2 separate regions of the Mus musculus genome follow, and region 1 is linked to region 2. The links are chromatin contacts, called in public promoter capture Hi-C maps. All regions are on one chromosome and are shown on one strand. The core of a region is the stretch at or near the end of the contact, and the rest is flanking DNA. Distances in the headings are between cores, read along the strand shown. Region 1 overlaps Cald1 (caldesmon 1). Region 2 holds the start of Cald1 (caldesmon 1).

What was found. Promoter capture Hi-C pulls out the DNA fragments that hold promoters and counts their contacts.
Region 1: a promoter capture Hi-C map of liver shows a contact between it and region 2. The contact joins the enhancer-like site here to the promoter of Cald1 in region 2. A contact is called at or near these places in 7 of 39 promoter capture datasets (the HPC-7 cell line, HPC-7-derived erythroid cells, cranial neural crest and 5 more), 15 of 484 Hi-C or Micro-C datasets (the C2C12 cell line, the MC3T3-E1 cell line, the N1E-115 cell line and 8 more), 9 of 115 datasets of contacts at active chromatin or transcription factors (bone marrow-derived macrophages, cardiomyocytes, craniofacial prominence and 6 more) and 5 of 9 other capture datasets (adipose tissue, embryonic stem cells, liver and 2 more).

The regions. Positions count from the first base shown.
Region 1 is chr6:34,737,176-34,741,586 of GRCm38.p6, reverse strand. All of the region lies in intron 3 of Cald1 (caldesmon 1), which reads right to left. Among named protein-coding and RNA genes, the nearest start is that of Gm38787, 6.6 kb to the right of the region's middle. Within about 2 kb of position 1,761, at least 6 of the 459 cell types and tissues checked have an H3K27ac peak or open chromatin away from gene starts, as enhancers often do. A contact at or near this core is called in liver, where this site is marked.
Region 2 is chr6:34,596,832-34,601,163 of GRCm38.p6, reverse strand. It overlaps Cald1 (caldesmon 1), which reads right to left and starts at 2,660. Exons shown (of 14, transcript NM_001347100.1): 1 at 2,499-2,660.

The DNA.
Region 1 (4,411 bases), core at 512-3,011, 140 kb before region 2:
GAGGAAATTTTACATTGATCAAATAAACCAGAGCATCTACACCAAAGCAGTATGCCTTTGGAGACTGGGTTAGCATATTTGCATTTTTGTACTGAGTTGATTATCACATGCAAGATTTATATGGGGAAACATCAAGTATTGAACCCAAAATAATCAAAATATCTATAAAAATGAATTTGATACATTGTGAGAACTAGAGCCAGCTCTGACACAAAGACCAGAGAGAATCAAGTCACTCTACTAAACCAAGACTTTGGTGCTAATAAGCCAAAGTTGTTCAATAAAAGTGAAGACAATATTTTGTTTTAGTTAATTTGAAAATTGTCTTGTAGTTGCATACATTTAAAAGTTTGTATTCATTTAGGGACATCTCTTGCTTTGGGTGGGGGAGATTGCTCAGTGGTTAAAGCCCCTACTATATAAGAAGGAGGACTGGGGTTTGAATCCAACATAAATGAAGATAAGATAGATGTCTTCTTTGGTCAGATTTTGTTTTTCCCTTCAGTTACTTTATAATAGTGGTGTGTGTGTGTGTGTGTGTGTGTGTGTGTGTGTGTGTGTGTGTAGTTGACCACTGGTAGGTAGCTTCAATGTATGTGCAATGTGAGAGAGTGTCAGCTAAATCAAAGGTTCCATATTTCTCACTAAAACACGTATAAGTATCTTGATACTCATGCTGTGCTGTGCTGTGCTGTGCTGTGCTGTGTTGTGCTGCACTGTGTGTGTGTGTGTACACTTGCATGTGTATGTGTGTTTGCATGTGAATGTGTGCACATGCCTATGGAGGCCCCGAGGCTGATGTTGGGAGTCTTCCTTGAAGGTTTTCCCCCTGATTCATTGAAGCAGGATCTCTTAGTTGAACATGAAATTCCCTTATATAGCCACCTAGCTATCTTGCTTCAGACTGGAATTACAAGTGGGCCACTATGCCCACCTACATTTATGTAAGATTCGAACCCCAGTCCTCCTCCTTATATGGTAAGGGCTTTAACCACTGAGCAATCTCCCCAACCCAAAGCAAGAGATGTGCCTACGTGGACACAAACTTTTAAAATGTATGCAACTACAAGACAATTTTCAAATTAAAGAAAACAAAATACCAGAACTGTAGGCATCCAGTTCATCACATGTGAGTAATGGTAGCTTGTTCTTGTTAGATTTACAAGCTAGGCTTACATAGGCTTAGATCCAGTGCCTTTATCTGTGTCAGCTTTTTCTTCAATAATACTATTGAATACTATTGAACTATTGTATTGAATTGTACTATCGAATATTATTGAGTTATTCAGTAATATTTTTCTAAAGGTTGGTTCATTTGCTTTTTGTTACTTCAGAAATTCTGACTTTATGCTTACTAAAATCTGCTAGTGTGTCAAATATCAATATAAATGAAGTGTCACTCTATGTGTGCATGTGTGTTCTATCTATATATTATTACACATTCTACTAAACTGAGTGGAAAGTTTCCATAAATATGACAGGAAGAGTAGCATGGTAGAATTAACGTATGCCTAGATTAATAGCTAGAAACCTTGGTTCTCAGAAGGACTATCTGGCCCTTTGATCATCCTGTCATAAGTTCCTTTGGCCCTAGGTTTGTGGCAATCACATAGAAATTCTGGCTGTGTTACACTCGAACACAGTAATGGGCACCATCATCTTGATCATTGTTAGACAAGTTCAGCTAAGGAGCAGCCTCGTAAGGAAAGATGAGTTCAATTCTAAACGTGTTGAGTGTGAGATGACAACATGACACTATACAAATGTTCCCTCCTAATTCAATTATGGTGTCATCAGCAGGAAAGAGCCCTTCCCAGTGGTTTGGCTTCAAATTTTGGATTCTTGGACTAATATTTCTTTGGCTTACTTCTCAGTAGACCGCTCTAACCACAGCAGAGAGAACAAGTCCTTAAAAACTGCTTCACAAGCTAATCAAACAGGAATTTCTTTATTTGGTCTCTCTGTCTCAAGATTGGCCATGAAAGCACGTCTGTTTTGCAGCCTTCTTCTTCTGAAACAAGCAAGAGACATGAAAGGTATGTGTGGGGTACCCTCATGCTAAAAGCAAAACTCTCCCTCTTGTAAAGCAGTCAGATTTTAGCCAGTGTTTCCCAGTATATTTGAGGTATATATCATCTTCCTTTTCCTCTGTGAGTCTCATGGGTTGCTGACTGCATTTAGCTGGGAGATAAACTAGCTTTGCTACTATGGCTGCGTCAGCCAGCCTTCCTTCCTCTTGGATTTCTCACTGGAACCTGAGCAACCTCTTCTCTAATGTCTCTTCTCATTCTTCTTGCTTCCTGTAACTTAAAATCTAAGGGCAACCCACTAGCTGCTCAGAACCCCTCTTCTAGGATAGAGTTGCTAGAGGTTGCTCGGGAATGGTCTTTTACTCTTACTAATAAAATAAGGAATTAAAGCTGTTGACTAAGTTAAAACAACAACAAAGGCACCATCCTAGTGTCATGCTATTTCCAATCCTAATGGCACAGACTCTGGATGAAGAGCATATCAGGTACGGTAAGACTGAGGTACATTTGGTAAATCATTTGCCACACAAGCGTAAACATTGGTGTTACAGTCCTCAGCACCATGGAAAGGCTGCATGGATGTGGTGGGCCTTTAATCCCACTGTGCAGGAGGCAGAGACATGGGAACACTCAGACCAAGCTTACTAGGCTAGCTGAATCAGTGAACTCCAAGTTCAACTGAGAGACCCTGCCTCAGTTTCCAAGGTGGAGAGTAATTGAGACTATGCTGACCATCAAAACCTTGGTCTCCTTGTACATGTGCACTTCCTGTATACACATGAACACATGCAGAACCACACACATACCATATACACACATACTCACATGAACACACCAGAACTGTACCACACACACAACACATAATACACACAAACACACACTCAGAACCACACTATATACACCTCACATACATACATACATACATACATACATACATACATACAAAAACACAAAAACACACACACACACACAAAACCAAAAGAGAACATATCAGTTGGCTTTATAAGTTAAACCATGTGAATGACAAAGTTTTCAACTTGGAGACTCCTGGCTTCTAAAAACAGCAGTGAACCCTTTGTACATCCACCATGGATTAATTTTTCTGTTCTTTCTTTTTTCTTTTTTCTTTGTTTGGGTTTGTTTTGTTTTGTTTTGTTTTTGTTTTTGTGTTGTTTTGTTTTTGAAACGGGGTTTTACTATGTAGCTCTGGCTATCCTGGAACTCACTCTGAAGACCAGGCTGGCCTCAAACTCTCTGCCTCCTAAGTGCTGGGATTAAAAGTATGAGCCACTATGCCCCGCTAGGAATTGTTTTTCATACTAAAAAGTCTTGGTGGTTTGCTGTCCTGATTCTGAAAGTAATGGGCTCTTGATATGTTTTAAAACTAGACAATTACCTAATGCATAAAGACAAAGGCAAATTAGCTGCTTAGAATTATTCCAACTAACTCTGACACGACGCAAGTTTGATGTATGTTCCTAAGTATGTTTTAATTTTTAATAAAATGGGGTAATGTTATACGTATTATTTCACAAACAGTTCCTTTAATTAAACTTCTTCATGGATATATTTTAACACATCAACAAACTGCGTCAATGGAAACAGTATTTCATATCTACATACACCAGATGGTAATTATGCAAATATATTACAATCTAGTATTTCTCATGCTGAAAATATTAAACATGTTTTCCCAACTTTATGTCCCTATAAGCAGTGGTGCAAGGACTTCAAAACTTCTCAGAATTTAGAAGTTCTGTTTACGAAGTTGAGGGCGCTCTCTTTGGAGGCCACTGATGCTCTGATAAACTGGCCTCAGAAAGGTAACACAACTCCAATGATACGTGGGCATACTCACTTCAACACCACACAGAATGTGTCCAATAAGACAGACATGGTTGTAGGATCCTTACTATATCTGCTATAGCAGTAGCTGTAGTCTACGTTAAAGACAATGCTAGCATCTCTGATTTCCCCACACCAGCTGGAACCTTGTTTGAAACGCTGACTAACAAAGTTCCTATCTAACCAGATGGTTAGAGATGGATAACAAACCATTTTAACTTTCATCAAATTTCAGCAGATTCCAGTATTAACCAAGCCACTTGCGCCCACAGCACACAAAAAACCCACCTTTCCCAGACCACTCAGGAGCCATATGGGATTCTGTGGTCCTCTGAGCCAACTGAGAAGGACCCAGCTATATTTCATAAAGTTTTAATCAAACGTATTTCATTGTGATTTTTTAAAAAAAAGGTAATCTCCAAGTCTACTAAGCAACTCTTTATTAAATAAAACAATTGTATGTCCCTGAGCTCCTGAGCTGGGTCAGCTCTGGGAGGGTTGATGATGGAGTATTAGGCTTTGTTTCTTAGCATCCT
Region 2 (4,332 bases), core at 1,411-3,910:
CCCCCATCCCCAACCATGGCCTCACCCCACCACATTTCCAAGCCATGTGACAGACACCAGGCAGATGGGGAGCTGGCAAAACCCTTCTCACGTTCATCTCTAAGTCACTTCTCATCTCACTGAAGAGTGACTAACCAGTAATCAACTACCATGAATGACAAGTGGACAGGACTGTGTGAGTTTTCAAGAAAAGGCTTACACCCAAGCTAGACTCTGGAACCACTCTATGGCACGCCTCTAAACCAACCTATTCTACATGCAGAGAACAGACAAGGCTTGGGACTAGTGAGGAGCCAAGGAGAATGGGAATAGTCCCAATTGTCAGGAAATCCATTCAGGTGTCTCCTTTAAGCCCTTGACTATGAAATCACAACCTGTCTCTTCATCTTCTCTCTCTCTCTCTCTCTCTCTCTCTCTCTCTCTCTCTCTCTCTCTCTGAGGTGTAAAAATAAATCACATGCCTAATGCAATCTTCAATTTGGATGCTTTAAACTGCACATTCTGTTGCCTTTCAAAAATGCTAACAACCCCACACTTAGCCTGTAAACTGGTTAAGTACATACATTCTTCACGTGTTCTAAGATCTATTCTTTTCTGCAATTCTTTTTTCACCCAGAGCTTCTCCTATGTTTTTCATTAGATGGTTTTAATGGAATCAAAGTTCCCAGGCTGTGGCTTCACAGAGCTCAACTTACCTCCCTATTAGGGGAAAGCTCTCCCAGATTGTTCTTCACCGGGAGAAAGTAGCATCAAGAACTGCCTGACAGTCACCATGAACTGAAGCCCCTCACTCTGTGTTAGGAGAACACACTCGGTATTATTCCAGAAAATGTTATTTTGTAGTGATTGGGGGTGGGGAGCATGTGAGGGGGATGGGAGAAACTGGTCATAGAGAAAATGAACTTTCAGCCACTCCAGGATGTTGGCTTCAAAGTGGAATTTATCCTCAAATCCAAGATTATAGATTTCCTTCCAAACTGCATTCCCTTCGTGGTTTAGAGAATACTTGAGAAAGAAATTGCTTTCCATGTTTTCATTGACATTAACCCCACCACCACCACCACCCCCCCGTACAAAGTTTGGAACTTGATGTCTTTGGAGGAGGGACAGTAGTCGAGCAGAGCAAACGATTGCCTGCAGCCTTCCCCTCACACTTACACACTTCCTCAGAGACATTCCAGGGAAAGAAACTCACAGGGCAGTCTGTTCTCACGTGTCACTTCTCAAGAAATCCCCACCCTTCTAAACACAAGGATTCCTTAGCAAGTCCCAACCTCAAGGCATCGCAGTCTATGGCAAACATAAATGGAAGCAGCCACCTGGGAACGCTAGAGCTTACTATGAGTATTATTATTTAACTGCTCAGACTTACTCTTCTTCTGCAGGGCACCTTGTCTTCAGTAAGTTCTAGTTCTCGTGTCTGGTTTTGCCTAACACTAAGGGACTGTGCTGCTTCCATTTACAGCCCCACGCGCAGAGCCTCGTTGCCAGCAGGGATCTGGGAATACCAAGCTCTTTGCTCTCTGTTTCTGACCATGGATTGCCATGGCACTGAAATTCCCCCACCCTTTACAATCGGCTCTTTCTAAAAGGAATTACCGACTACTACCAACTTGCGCTACTGACTGAGATGCCCAAATACGTCTGTTTGGAAATAAGAGCTCCTTTCCTTCCTTTCTGGAACGTTCCTCCAGCTCCTATCTTTTCAGACCCTCGGGGGGCATACTTTCCAACAGAAATGAAGATTTCTCAAGAAATATTTTGGTAGGCAGTTACCCATGATTTCTACACACACGCCCACTCATGCACACATTCTCTTGCTGCTCCGGTTTATAGAAAACAAACAGGGCAGGCATCTTCTATTTCAGCAAATAACAGATGAGCGGCACTCGCTGAGTTGGTGCTAGTGGTAGAACTCTGACCTTATTTCTTTACATCTCTGAAATCCCACTTCTAAAATCCTGGTAGCAGAGTAAGAGGAACCCATTACTTAGCTTAAAATTAGCTTAAAACAAAAACCCAAACCCACAACAAAACAAAACAAACATTCTTTGTCTTAACAACGTAAAAAGCCGTTGATGTTATTTTTTTAATTAAAACCTGAATCCTCTTTAAATGTCTGCTGACCAAAGATGGGAAAGAAACTGCTAAAGGGACAGAATCCTCTCACAGCTGCTGGCCTGAGGATTCCGGGTACAGACCACATCCCCCTTGGAACAAAAGCGCATCCTGGGCAAACGCGCTGGTGCTCCCTGATCCTGTCACCAGGAGATGACACCGTTTGTGCCATCTCTATAAACAAAACTTGAAGTTTCATCACATTGACCTTCTGGGAACAGGTCAGGAAGTCCAGGCGCTGGCTTTGAGAATTTACGTGGTCTGTTGCCTGCCTTGAAAGATTTTGCATATCCAGCAGCCTTAGCCAGGAATGTTGCCTGAAACCTGTAGAGCAGCCCCAGCTTCCCTGAAGGCGGAGAAAGAAAGACTTTGTCTCTTACCTCTAGGGCAGCAACTTCTTCCCAAGGAGGGATGTCCTGCTGTCTGAAAGCAGGGATTCCTTTAAGCAACCCAGCAAGAGAGCAAGCAGGCAGGCAGGCAGGCAGGCAGCCTAATGCACACTGCTCTATTCAATAAAACTGCAGACCGCCCTTCCTTGGCCCCTCCCAGAAGTCCATGCTAAGTGAACACATACCCCCTATGTTTACAGTCAGCAGGCGGTGGTATGCATTGTCCTGTAGTTTTTCTAATAGGCAGCCAATGACGACACCCTAGCCAAGGTGATGCTGTCTGCCCGTGCAGATGCCTGTCATTCCCTAGGCATGCTCAGGATATCACTCATCAGAAAAACCAAGTCCTAAAAAGCTTGAAACCGTGAGCAGGCTGCCAAAACCAGCCGGCTCCATGCCCTTTTTTGGTTATCCTAAGCAGGGCCTCCTGGAAGCAGATCCATTGTCAGGAACAATCATAAGAAACGTTAATCTTGGAGAAAGAGGCTGTCTTGTAGAACACAAATAGAGCTTTAAAAAGAAAGTACAGTCCACGAGACAATAAGTGGACAGTTAGACACACTTACAGGGGTGAGGCTGGGGGTGGGAGGAGACATTTTAGTCGAAGAAGCCGTAATAGTGTATTTCTTTGCAAAGCAGTTTCATTATAAAAATAAATTTACATTATTATACGAGTTAAAAATCTGAAGTGGATAAGAAGCAGGGCGGCTGGCTGCACAGGCTAAGTTCTAGCCTAGAATATGTCTATGTGTGTTATGGGAACAACTGACAAAAAGTATAAATAAAATGTATCAGTCTTTTTAGTACATAATGTTGGCCAGGAAAAAAAAAAAAGGTGAGGCCAGAAGCTAGCAGATAGAGTCCTAGGCTTAAGAGAGAGCTTTATTGGCATTTCCTACCAACACCCATCTTCCTTTCTTTCTTCTGTCTTGGCAACAAGGAGATTGTACTAGAAATGTGTAAAAACAAATGTGCAGAGAAGGACATAGAGAGATCCAGGACCTGCTTTGGGGCAGGTATAGATAGACACATATGCTCTCACAGGTGACACAGATGTCCTAGAACATTCTAGAAAGCCAGTGATAGGGGAGCCCTGAAAGATGCTGAGTTACAATGCAGGTCACTGGCCCACACATGCATCCAATTGTGGTCTTGTAGTCTTTGGAACTCATTCAGTCGGTACTTAGCTTTTAAAAAAAATGGAATACTTACTGTTTGTCAGACCTGGGGCTTAGCACGAAATCCATGTTTCATTACTGATACTGTCTCATCACCGACCAAGAAGTTTTAAATATTTCCCCTGGCTAATTACAAGTCCAGAAGCTTAATCAACACATGCAGTCTGACTGAAAAAGCCTTTCTCTATTAATGATGATCTGACAAAGAAGCTGTCTCTATTCAGGAAACAGCCCCCGCCCTTTGTGCTTCCTTGAGAATGCTTGGGAAGCAGTCGGTCCACATGGGTGAGTTTCTTCTCCAGCCCCCAGTTATTAACCAGTCACCCAGAAGTGTCTACATGGACCCCCTACACTTCTTAGGGAGGTAACTTACCTCCTCTGTGTTTCTTGCTTTCTTCTACTAAACAGCTCTAAAAAAAAGTTACAGCAAAGACTACAGGGTCCAGGGAGAGTTGGACTTAAAGCATCCTTGAACCAGAACTGAGAGAGTACTTTCCCAGACACACAAGATAAATAACTTGTTGGTGGGAACCACACTGTTAATGTTGCATTTCAAGTTCACTGTAGCTCAACCAGGTGAGCACAGCCATGTTCAAAATTGTTCTTTTGGGAAACCTCTTTCTGATCCCAGATAAATGATTTGAAAA